Regions from separate parts of the Zea mays genome. Here all the other regions are linked to region 1. The links are chromatin contacts, called in public Hi-C maps. All regions are on one chromosome and are shown on one strand. Each heading gives the region's core, a stretch centred on a gene start, on an enhancer-like site or on the middle of the called end of the contact. The rest is flanking DNA. Distances are from core to core; before and after follow the strand shown.

What was found. Hi-C and Micro-C count contacts between places; a contact is called where the count stands out from the background.
Region 2: a contact with region 1 is called in a Hi-C map of ear, with 2.8 times the contacts expected there. The contact joins the promoter of LOC100147736 here to the promoter of LOC103638261 in region 1. A contact is called at or near these places in 3 of 25 Hi-C or Micro-C datasets (ear, leaf and tassel).
Region 3: a contact with region 1 is called in a Hi-C map of ear, with 2.8 times the contacts expected there. The contact joins the promoter of LOC100384150 here to the promoter of LOC103638261 in region 1. A contact is called at or near these places in 2 of 25 Hi-C or Micro-C datasets (ear and tassel).

The regions. Positions count from the first base shown.
Region 1 is chr9:37,566,470-37,570,675 of Zm-B73-REFERENCE-NAM-5.0, reverse strand. It overlaps LOC103638261 (LRR receptor kinase SERL2), which reads right to left and starts at 2,169. Exons shown (of 6, transcript XM_008661225.4): 1 at 1,823-2,169; 2 at 1,582-1,714; 3 at 1,414-1,485; 4 at 1,073-1,216; 5 at 915-974; 6 at 497-802. The coding sequence starts at 1,916. The coding sequence ends at 706.
Region 2 is chr9:37,952,218-37,956,525 of Zm-B73-REFERENCE-NAM-5.0, reverse strand. It overlaps LOC100147736, which reads right to left and starts at 2,835. Exons shown (of 3, transcript NM_001358120.1): 1 at 2,230-2,835; 2 at 2,007-2,140.
Region 3 is chr9:37,176,172-37,180,360 of Zm-B73-REFERENCE-NAM-5.0, reverse strand. LOC100384150 reads left to right here and starts at 1,487. Exons shown (of 33, transcript NM_001362245.1): 1 at 1,487-1,719; 2 at 2,617-2,678; 3 at 2,819-2,911. The coding sequence starts at 1,602.

The DNA.
Region 1 (4,206 bases), core at 920-3,419:
ATTTTGGTTAAATATTTTTGGAACTGAATGGAATTCACCAGAGTTTAGCAGTAGAACCAAAAACTGTCCGAAATTCCATACCCTACCTAATCGGAACAAGATCGTACTGGTGTAAGTGGATGGTGGGTTCTACTGCTTGTGCACCGAACGTCATATGCCCGACATGAAAATGTGCCTGTAGGGAAGAACAAACACAAGACTGATCTGATTTACCGAATCGAACGGCAATTGCAAAACGTTACGCAAGACGGATGAGTGGGAGAACTGTGTAATAATCAATATGCGATGCGCGAAGAGCCAGTTCACAAAATACTAGCCGTCAAGAGTAGACAACAGGGCTGGCTCCTAAAAACTTCGTAATACTTATTCGATTACGGCACCTGCCATTTTTTTTTTTTTTGCTGGAACAGCAACGGCTTATTCAAACTGGGTGTTGTTGCCAGATAGATCTTAATAATAAGGCGTTGTTTAGTTCACATAATTGTAAAGTGATGGATAACTGATAACGTTAAATCTTCTTTGTTTATGTTTAACCATAATCAGATTTTACACTAAAAACTGATACCAACTTACTCAAACTTATTATTGTTGTCACACGAGTGTTAATTATTATCATTTACATTACATTTTGTGAAACCAAACGGCACCCGAGGTTCGTTAGGTACATACTCCTTAGCAAGGTAACCGACTCCCAACTTGGGGCTCCTACTGTTCACCAGCGATATAGGAATCCAGCATCGGTTTCAGCTTGGTACTGTCACAATCCTGTTCTGCAGCACAGATGAGAGGATTCCCGGCTATGCTGCAGGCAGAAAAAAAAAAACAACAGATTTTAAGGGATTTCTTCCAGACCATTGATTCCCTATAAAAATGTCACACACGTCCATGACGAAAACACAGGACCGGATCCTTACTTGAGCGTTCTTGCAGACGTTTTTGGTATCGGGCCACTCAAGTTATTGTACGACAAGTCTCTGCAAGAGAGGAGTGCAGTGTCAGTGCAAACCAGGCTATGGTTTTACCCAGGCAAGAACACGAAGCATTAAGAAATTGGCACGTGTGCCTCACTTACATGTACTGGAGTCTTCCGAGTCGGCCTAAAGAATTTGGGACTGTGCCATGTAATTTGTTACTGGACAGAACCAGCGTCCTGAGCTTTGCTAACTTGCCGATCTCTGCTGGGATTGGCCCAATTATGTTGTTGTTCTGCAGCTGACTGGGACACCAAAAAAACGAACAACTCCCAATAAAAAGAAAGTAAAAAAAAACACTCAACGCTAAGGCCTTCCTGCGTTTTTCTCGTAAAAATGAACTGATTTCTGTGAAATTACTGTATAATTTATTAATTTATCTAAAAAGTTCTGTATTCCAAAATAAGCCTAAGACTTGTTGTACCCATGGAACAGTACTCACAGCTTCTCAAGTTTTGTCAGGTTCCCTATGCTCGGGGAGAGCCGGCCGGAAAGGTTCTTGCTTGGAGCTTCCCTGCCAGATATTCAACCATAGGAACATCAGAGCTATATATATATGGTGGGTTTGATTTGAGGCTAGGAATAATTGGAGAGCTGGGGTCTAGCTCACAGTGCAGTGACGAGATTCTCCGGCGAGCAGGAGATGAAGGACCAGGTACAGGGATCGACGGAGTTCCTGTCCCAGTTTCTCAGCGCGCCATAGGGGTCCTTGAGGAGGCTCTTGATCACCATAAGGACTTGCACTGCCAGTACCACAGGAATCAACACCTAGCAGTGCAAGAAACTAGCAGAGACATACACCGCTAAAACAAGATATGAGTCCGTCGAAACCACGGCAAAGGAGAACGAACCTTCATGGTTAAAATCCATGGGGGCGGCAAGGCCGCTCGAAGGGAAGAACAGCAGGAGCAACACTAGGAAGGGAGAAGATGGAGGCGCCTCCATGGCTAGAAGCAGGTGAGTCGGGACTCGAGAGCGCGAGCGCGAGGAAGTGTGTTCGGCTTTGGGGGAGAAAGCATGGACAGGGTTGCCTCTGCATTTAATATGGCCATCAGTGCAGAGAATGCAGAAATTCTCTCTGACTATGTTTAACTGTTCTGTTGCCAAAAAGTACGTGGACACACAACACTCAACATACACTACACCACCAGCAAATAAGCACGCGTATGCGTGCACATCGAATAAATGCCGACAATTTATGGATGCTCTAATTAAGGAGCGACAGAACATTGGGCATATACGCTTTACACTTGTGTTGGGAGCCTTCGTCTTCTGAATGTTTTCAAAAACATGATTTAACAATGTTTACCAAGTGTAATATACATACAGGTATCTTCAGACTCGGAATAAAACTATACATGATATGGAAAGCATGGTCAAGACGAAGGTTGATACAGTTCCGAAGCTACGCGCAAGGGTGCTTTGGCTCAACGGCAGAAAGATAAACCGACTTAAAAGGGAAAATGTTATCTAGTACTCGGTGGATTGTCCTTAAGACAATAATAAACATAATGGGCATGAATGTAATTTTACACAGGCTACGCCCTGTGCCTATAAATAGATGAATAGTACCCCGTACTGTTCACGCTAACTTGTACTCGCTCGTGCGTCACGCTTGTACTTTCACCTTCTGTCAAGCCGAAGGTACAAATGTAATTCAATATTGTTCTTATTCATCCATGATTATATAATAAGGACATGTAAATAATGTTATGTGATTATTCATGTTATTCTCTAATGTTTCATATGCTTCTCCTTTTATCAATATAAACTGTGATGATGAAGATATATCCTTCATGACCTTCGTCCGAAGATCGTTATATTCTAAGGGAAATAATGCTTCGAAGGACGAAGGGCACTAACCATTAACTTCTTTCTGTGTTGTCTTGTTCTTAATTCATAGTATTTGAGAACAAGTCCCCAACATTGGCGCCCACCTCCGGTGTACTCACTTCCACAACCTTCGGCAAAACATCGACCTTCGTTATGCCGCCGAAGAAGATAACAGCGCCAGGGGCTGCACTGCTTCCACTGGACACAAACCAGGAGACTCTCTCTCTCCGAGAGGGCCGAAGCCAAAAGAGAAAGACCACCATTCCAACATTCCAGGAGGAGCAGTTGGACCAGGAGATCAGGGACATGGAAATCATCCACCAGCAGGTGCAAAGGAAAAAGGAGAAGATGGCTCGGCTAGCTGATCTTCAAAGGAAGATCGATGAAGCTACTGAGGAAGTGTGTCATCTTGCTCAGGATGATCATGACAGAAGGCCCCAACACAGGAAGCTTCGTCAAGAGGGCTAATTCAACGAAGATGAATGGTACGATGATTTTAATCATAGTACCTTTCAGTGGCGGAGCTCTATAAAATTAACGCCCCGGGCCACTCTATAAACCTGAAGATTACTTTAAACAGCCCTAATATATTGTGCGGATAAATATATACCGCTAAAACAAAATATACCATAAACATAGACTAAAATAGTATTTGCTTCAATTCAGGATCTAAAAATACAATAAACTTGATTAAAATATAAAAGTACCTAATTAGAGACGATTTGGTCATTCCCCGCATCTAATAACTTCATCAACATTAGCACGTGAATTTGAACCTACACATTGCGAGTTAAATATTTGTATAAAATGAGAGATACAACATGACAATATAACTAATGAATGTAAAAATGTATAAGTGAGTACAAAAATATACCACTTGAATTTTGTGGAGATAGCTTTTTCATTCGATTCTTCAATTCTTGAAAATGGTATAAAATATCATCACTTTGAATACTTGCAAAGATATCTCTTTCACAATCTAGTACTTAGCTCGTTGTTCACCAGTGAGTAGTGACAAAAAAACTGAGAAAATGAGAAACGCTTACAATAATTACTGATTAGGATTAGCTAGCGGCTGGCGGAGGCCCGAGTGGACACTGCCGCACGGCCCGCACTGGCCGTGGCCGAGCGCCCGAGCCGCAGGGGCGAGCGGCCGCCGCCCGCCGGTGCCCGACTGTTGGACGCACGACGGCCGGACGGGGAGGCCCTGGTGGCTGACCGACCATCACCTGGAGACTGGAGTGTTGGCATTTGGCAACACGTGTTGGAGCTGGACGCCTGGCTGGCTGACGCTGGCCGGTGAACGAATGGCCGGACGGGCGGAAGACGCTAGACGTCTGGCTCTGTCTCTGTCTCTGTGCACGGTGGATGAACGGCCGGAAGCGGCAGCCACCACGGTGCA
Region 2 (4,308 bases), core at 1,586-4,085, 390 kb before region 1:
ACCCGTCGCACGCCCTGGCCCATGCTGGCGGGCAGCTCCCTTCCCTGCCTCCTCTCCCGGCGACGTCCTCGTCGAGGACGCTGGTGTCAAAATTATAATCCATGAAGTTGCAGTGATGGATCCACTGTCAGTATGAGTATGTGGGGGAAGTCAGGTCACCAGCGCTGCAAGTCCAGTGCAGAGTACTAATAGGAGGGTGGGTGCCAGAGGAATCCAGGGCGTGACACTTGGCGTCATTCTTGGTGCGGAGCAGCGCTGTGTGCCTATCTTGTGGCTGGCTTTGGATGTCGCGACGTGAGCACCAATCCTTCAGACACGGAGTCGCTCTCAGATAAAGATTTGATGCTCTGTTTGGCGATGCGAGGCTGCAGAATTAGACCGGCCGGGGCCAGCCTGCCTGAGCACACTTGCAGGTACGTAAACTATCTCTCTCTTGACCATCAGGCTGTCTCGGAACCTTTTAAGTCAAAGCAGTGCTAGTATGTTTGTTGTTTGCCAACAGAAAGCATGCATGAATGAAGGCGGAGAATTTGAAGCTCTTGTAGTATAGCAAAAGGTAGGGCAAAGGGAAGGGAGGAGAAGATGCCGCCCGCCCTTCTCTTTATGCTGAGCAGAGCGTCTTTGGCTAAAGGGAAAGGGAAGGGGATTCCAAAGCAATGACCACGAGGTGGGTTTTGTGGCAGTCGTTGCCACTCCCCCTTAGCCGTTCCGCCTTTTGGAACCTCGAGCGTGAGGTAGCGGGCGTAAATACACAGGAAAAGCCGCAAAGCGCCCTGCCAGGTCAACAGATAGTTTCCTCGCCGCCCTATTCATCCGCAAATATCTAACGCGAAAGTTGCTGCTGTGCTCTGCCTGCCTATACACTTTCAGGCAGCCCTCATTGCATCTGGCTCATTCCATGTGATTCAATGTGTACAATTCAACTTTTGTTTGGGGTCCCTGAGTGTGGAAAAAAGATGGATATTATATATGAAAAAGCCTAGCAATTTGCTGTTGATTTGTTGGTTTTTCTGGTGTTGACCCCTCAGGGGTATTTATAGGTGCATGTGAGGAGAGTTGGAGTATAAGGGGCCGTTTGGTTCGTGGCTAAATGTGTCACACTTTGCCTAAGGTTAGTCGTTCGAATTGAAGAACTAACCTTAGGCAGAAAAGTTAGGCAAAGTGTGGCAAATTAGGCATCAAACCAAACAGGCCTTAAATCAACTTGTACTAGGCCTAACCTAAGTCATCTCTAGCATTCTGTCCTTATCTTTATATTAAGGGATTTGTTTTCTCTAGACGATAGAGACTGAACTTTGTTCTGTTATAAAATAAATACTGAGAGTTTTATTATCTCCAAATATGTCTAACCATATCTATCTTTATTTCCTAACATCTTCATCAGTCATAGCGAGAGTGAAGCGGACGGTTGCGACTGATTTCAACTCCTGTTTCTGCCATCATCTTCTCCACTACCTATATATGTGTGGACATGTACCTTATATATTTTAAGTTGGTGGACCAGTCCCAGCTACTAGGCAACTAAATCGAGCCATTGCAGCATAATTAAACATGTTCTCCCAACCTGCGAGGCAACGATACTACCCACCCTTTATTTCCTTCCCACTTGCGGTAGTTTTTACTGGTGGTAGTTCTAGATCTGGACGGTGTTGTTCATGCATGTATGGTCCAGATTCACTGTTTAGATCTACCGTTCCCCAATCATGCATATGTGGATCCATAAATCAAGAAATTGTTGAATAATGGAAGGAATATGTGAAGCTATCAAATACAATAATCCAGGGACAGAGAATTTGTTTAGTATGGTTTTACAATACTCAAACACCATGTTTAACAGTGGCAAACACACTATATATATGATCCAAACATAACATCTAGTTGTCTTGTATGAGGGTGGAAAACTAACATTTGAAGACCAGAAGAAATATCGAACGTAACAGCGTATAAATGATTACCAATAATAGCGTACTTATGCAGGAGAATAGGACTACAAAAGTAATAAGTACCTATGCTGCGATGGACAATTGCTGATGATACTAGTCTGGCAGATGTGCTGGAAAAAAAAAAGCACAGAAATCTGCTCTAATTTCCACTCCCACAAATTGATCCATGTGTACAATTCCAAAAGCCGGTTTAAAACCTGAAAGTAAAAGTAAAGGAGGTTAACAAAAAGAGAACTCTATTGATAAAAGTTTTTTTTTCGGGCGGAGGTGTGATGTGGATTGTTACCTGATAACAAAAGGGTGGTGCAGTGCCTTGGACATGGAGCCGATAGAGATGTATACAGAGGGCACAAAACCTATGAGGCAGTTACTACGATGAGAGTGTCGAATACAAATTAGACCTAAAATGACAGGGAAAAATTAACAGTGCATAAACCCCACAGAAAGATTAGTTACCAAATCAGCAATAATGACAGAGGAAGAAAAACATGAGTAAATCTAGTTTTTTAATAATAAGATAACATCCGAAACATCATGTGCAGAGGTGGCTGCACGGTATGCAATGCAAAGGAAATACGATGAAAGCTGCAGGTAATTGAAGAAGTGCAGGTAGATGCTCAGAAGCCGCGAGTGAAATGGCCGTAGGCGGCCTGGCGGTGCTGCTGGACCACGTCGCCGCGGAACTGGTGCGAGGGCCGGGGCGGTGCCGCAGCCCGCCGTAGGTGGTGCGCTGCCACGCCGCACGGCCAGCGGAGGGCGCAGGCGGGTCGGTACTCCGGCGGGTTCGTGGCTCGGTGGCGGTGGTGCGGTGCCGCACCGCGCGGCCGGCTGAGGGCTCAGGCGGGTAGGGTCTCCAGATCCTGGAGAGACAGCGACGGGGCTGATGTGGATCGGAATGGGAAGTTGCGTCGGAACTCCGGAGCTGGCGTGGGTAGGATGGTCTTTTCCCTTTCTGTTGGTGAGTGCGGGTTGGGCTGCAAATGAGGTCGGGTCGGTTCGTCTCCATGACCAGCAAGTAAGAGAAAGTTATAATTTTGTCACTCTCACAGTTTCACTTTTGACTTCATATTATGATGTCATCTCATGTCTATAACTGGTGGGATCATCTATGTCTATAATTTGTAGGTCCGATGATATATAGCGAAACCCACAAATAATAATGGCAAAATTGTCAATGGCTCAGCGAGTAAAGACTTGGCTGAGCTCGATCGCAATAGCTTGAGCTTGGTCGCATTACGAATTGGATATTGAGCTCACGAGTTACCATAATAAGTCTCATTTATAGCATAAACTAGTATAATACACGTGCATTGCGACGGTACACAATCGTATTTTCATGATATTGGTTGGGAAGGACGAGGTCGTACACGCAATGCAATCAATGGTTGAGCGAAATAAATATTATACTTTATTTTAGCCAAAAGACCGAGAAAGATATGAGTTGAAAAAGAACACAATCGCTGTTTTTATAGAGCTCTCTGTAGCTCGTCCTCATTCAGCTAACGGGGTGTTATTATATGTGTACGACTTCCTGTCGTATTGGGCTTGGTGGCTTCTCACGGTCTATATATGGTATAGCAGCCTTGATGACTTATAACTCAAGACATTGACTCCATATAAACACACGGTATGACTACCAGTTTTAAAGACCCACAACATCTTCCACTAAACATATACCCTTTTATTTTTCTCTTAGACACACGCATTAAACACACAGTTCATGGACAGATAGAACCATCAAGATATCTATGGCTATTGCACAATAATCCGATAGAGAAGAAAACATGCCTCTTGGGCACCAAATTGAGGTGCGGACAGGCCAGCCCTGAGGCCGGACGGTCCGCGGTCCGGACGGTCCGCGCCTGTGGGCCGGACGGTCCGCGCGCGCGCAGAACAGATTAGGGTTCCGAGTTTTGTGCTACGGTTGTTAGCTAGATTCGCGGAATTAGCTCGGAATCAGTTGTGTAAAGGGTCCAGCCCCCTCCTCTATAAATAGAGAGGTCTACGGCCGATTTATCATCAATCGAATCAACAACACTTCTATTTCGCATTTTATCCTAGGAGTAGTTCTAGTCTAGTTTAGGTTTAGCCTCTCGATCTCCAAATTCTCGCTTCTCTTCGACTCTACGCCGATTAGAAGAGTCTAGGTCGGCCTGCCGAGCCTAGACATCACCTAGGATCTCTCCTCCCCGACGGGGTCCCTCCCGGGAGCGAGATCCAGGCCGCCGCCGGCGACTTCCGCCGCCTCTGCGTACGCGCGGACCGTCCGGCCCCCAGGGCGCGGACCGTCCGGCCGTCAGGCAGAGGACCCTAGCCCCTGCGCCAGGTCGCGGACCGTCCGGCCCCAGGCCGCGGACCGTCTGCG
Region 3 (4,189 bases), core at 238-2,737, 390 kb after region 1:
CGCATGAATGTCTTTGCCTAACATGAGCCCCTACCACCTTTCAGGACTTCATGAACCATGTCTTGTCTCCATTGGTTGCGGAAATACGTGGTAGTGTTCATAGATGATGTGCCGATGTATAGTGCCACTCTGGTATACCATGTTACACATCTCGAACAAGTGTTTCTGTTACTTAGTCAAAACAAGCTTAAATTGAAGCAATCCAATTGTTTGCTTGCACGGGACAAACTTGAGTTTTTGGGACATATCGTGAGTGCAGCTGGCATTGCCACCGATCTAGGAAAGATACATATAATCAAGGAGTTCCCTACACCAACTTGTGTTAAGAATGTCCACAACTTCCTTGGAATGACAAGGTGACGCCCCAGCTATTGATTCGTTAGACGGGCTCACCGACGTTGCTTGCTACATGGGAAAAGGAATAACTTACCAAGCAACAATTTTCGGCCTCTTTAGCTTGGGGACGAGTTGTATCTCGAGGGAGAGATGTCAACAACCCTTCAATCTAGGGAAGGCAACAGAAGATGTTGATCGCGGGAGGAGCCATCGCCCACTTGGACCAAGAGCAATCGACGTGCGATCCAGCCCAATAACAAATACATGGGTCTCTAGTGGATGACATAGGCGCACAACTGTCTGTAATCACATGATATATATATATGGAACCAAAACGTGAACAAATTGGCAAAGTTGGGATATTCATACACTTGCTGGTGGTCGACGACGATATGTGGACGTCGACTAGATCAATATACTATACCAATTTTGCGTGTGCGTTAACATATCACTTTCCATTGGGGAGGGTCGCTTATCTCACAAAAAAATTTATGGGTTCCTACCGGACACCGAGTACTGCATGATTTCAATGAAAACACTAAATCTCACAGATATGATAGAAAAAAAGAAAACTAGATCTTTTATACTCCATCCGTTCATTAATATATGACACTGTTGATTTTTTTAAAACTTTAATCACTTGTCTTATCAAAAAAAATAATGAGTTATCATTTATTTTTTTGATTTGTTTTACACTTAAGGTAGTTTGTGCTTAACTTAAAATTTTACATTTTGAATAAATATTTTTAATAAAATGAGTGATCAAAGTTTTTGAAAAAATAAATGATATCATATATTTATGAACGGAGGTAGTAGTATATATATAGATTGATAGAGAAGAGAAGATATAGATAAATAAATTTATAAATGAACTCATAAGCTTTTATTCCTTTCCCGCCATCGAAAACCGGAGCGCGGCACCTTCAAAACGGGAAACGTTTGGTTGGTGGGAAGAACTAACTAGGCTGGCAGGTGGGGTCAGACCAACATGAGCGCACACCGGGCCCATGCCCAAATCCTGGCCCATCTCTATTTTCTCTCGATCCCACCTTCTTTTCCCTTTCTCGGCCGCCACCTCTCGTCTCTTCTTCCGTCTCCTCCGCCTCCCCACGCTTCGTTATATAAACCCTAGACTAAAGCCCCCGAGTCCCTCCGCCCCCGCTCGCCACAACCACTGCGCGTGATCCCATTTCGAAACAAAAAAGGAGGAGCGCGCTCGCACTCAACTCCGCGGAGCCCCAATCCCAGCGTCGCCTGCGGTTTAGATGGAGGCGCACGGCGACCAGCGGTGGCTGGTGGATTGCCTGACGGCTACGCTCGACACCGCGCGCGATGTCCGCGCCTTCGCCGAGGAGTCGCTCCGCCAGGCCTCGCTTCTCCCTGGTTCGCCACCTCCTACCTTTACCCCCTCTCTCGTGGACGATTGGCTTGTAACTGAAGAATCGAGCAATTCAGCTTCACGCGTTGGCCAGAAGCTGTTTTCTGCTCCAGTTTTTGGCTGCGTTCTTCATTTTGGCTGACGGCTGTAGATACTACGGGTGTGGCAAATTACTAGTGACTGGTGAGAGCTGAGGGGTGAACTGAGAGTTGAGCAAGCTGAGAGTTGATGGGATCCCCTAGGCTTGTGAGCAGCGACTTCAGAAATGATGATTGTTTTATTGTTTAAGGCAGGTTTACTGTCGTAGCATTGTCCTGTTCGGGAGTGCTGCGCATTAGTGCAGCACTGCTCTGGTTGCTAAGGCTTTGATTGGGATTGCTTTGCTCTATATGTACACTGCTTCCCAGGAACACAACTTCTGTATATTTTAGCTGTGTGAGAACGTCTCTATCCCTGTCCAAGTCCTTAGAGGCAAATTCATAACTAATCCAGTCCACAGCGCAACTTGACAACATTTAACCTGGCCCCACTGTAGTTCACAGCACAACTTGACAACAGGGAACCTGGCTCCACTGTAGTGCATGTCAGCTTCATTGATGATGCTTTATATTCTGTCAGAAGTGACACTCTTTCTAGCACTGAAAGTGTGATTGATCCCAGCACCATTCTTACATGCCCTCTTGTTGTAGATAACTGAGGTGGTCATAGAATTAGCATGCTGTTGCAACTAGTAACCATAATTAGCATGCACATCCACATTTTCAATTGTGGTCTGTTATATCTGTCAATTATTTGCCAATCAGGTTGAAACCTTTTGCTAGATTTGGGTTCGCACAATTCTTTGACACATGAATTGCAATCAACTGACAATAACTTATTTCTTTCTGTAATTTTTTTCTCAGGATATGGAGCTGCCCTTACAAAAGTTACAATCAACAAAGAGATCTCGTTTGGTTTACGACAGATATCCTTCCAACCAATTTTTGTACATTTTGTTCCTTTTTATCAAAATCCTGTGTTGAATGCTGTATTATTTTCAGGTTTCCTTTTTTTATGAGTGGGCTAGCCTTTTCTTCTTTTTGTTGTTCCTTTACAATTTGCTACCTTGCTGCTGTCTTACTAAAGCAGTTTATCAAGCAGCATTGGCAGGAAGACGAAGAGAATTTTGTGCCCCCTGTTGTTTCTGCTTCAGAAAAGGTACCAGCAAAATAGAACTTGAGTGAGAATGTGCCCTTTGTTTCATTGCTTCCTCGGCTTGCCCAAGAATATGATAACAATTGCCATTTTGTTCTTTAATAAAATTTATTGAATTAAAAAGCTACAGGTTTTGAAATCTGCAAGAATGGGGAATGGTACCCACATTTTTGGAATAAATTTTAAAAATGATGCAACCTAGACTCATAAAAACTCGGCCAGGGAGGGAACAACCTAGATTCATCATTGTTTGTTCAACACCTCTTTGGTCTTTACACTGGGGTACTGAAAAAGCTGAAGTTTTCTGGAGCCTGATGTAAGCAGGTGCAGATGTTGGCGGGACCTGGCTGGGTTAGATAATTTGGGCTGCTGGGGAGAGAACTTCCATGGCTTCAAGACTTAGGCTATCCGCAGCGGTTCCCCCTATATCACTTTTTTGCGTCACATCATCAACATTTCACCCCCTAAATTTTCATCTCCCGCAGCGGTTTCCCCTATATTATCCCCCTATATCCCACTACAACTATAAAATATTATTATCTAACCCTATTCATCTTTTATTACTATTTTTGTTCAACTATTAAATAGGGGAGCACTGTGCAAGGGGAGCTACAGTGCTCCCCTTGATCTGGGGGACGTGCGCGTCCTCCCCTACGGCTGTAGCAGGTAGGGGGCCGTTTAGCGCGCGCCGTTGCAGCTCACGCGTCACCCTAAATGGCTACAGGGGTAGGGGAGGGCGAGTGTGGCAGATGCCGCTGCAGCTAGCCTTAGAGGAAGCTCCAGGGGAGGCAGGCCAGCTGGCGGCGGTGGCATGTCTGGGGCTCGTGCAGTGACGTGGTAGGAACGGCTGGCAGCAGGCTATGTCAGACAGCCAGATGGCTTGCGAGAGGGCATGGAAGGAAATTTGCTGAGGAGGGTGGGGGTGAGCGCTGTCACTGTGCATTGTGGCGTTATTCTTGGGAAGCAGTAGCACAGATGAATGAACATAGCTTGAAGCCATTTGATGCATAATGGACAACTGAGAGCACCACCTGATGGAAAACAAAATCTCAATTGCCTGATATATAACATTCCCCTTTTTTCTAATATGGGGACACTTCATTTTGATGCTTTATTCCTGGATTCTTGAATTGATGGTAGTTTTCTATGAGAAGGGCAGGGAAATAAGTTTTGAACATAATAAAAAGATGTATGCACAGTGACAGAGGTGATGGCATCTAGGCTGTTCTGTGTTGATTTCTTGATCAATGTTAGGCCGAGACTACCACATGAATTCTTGAA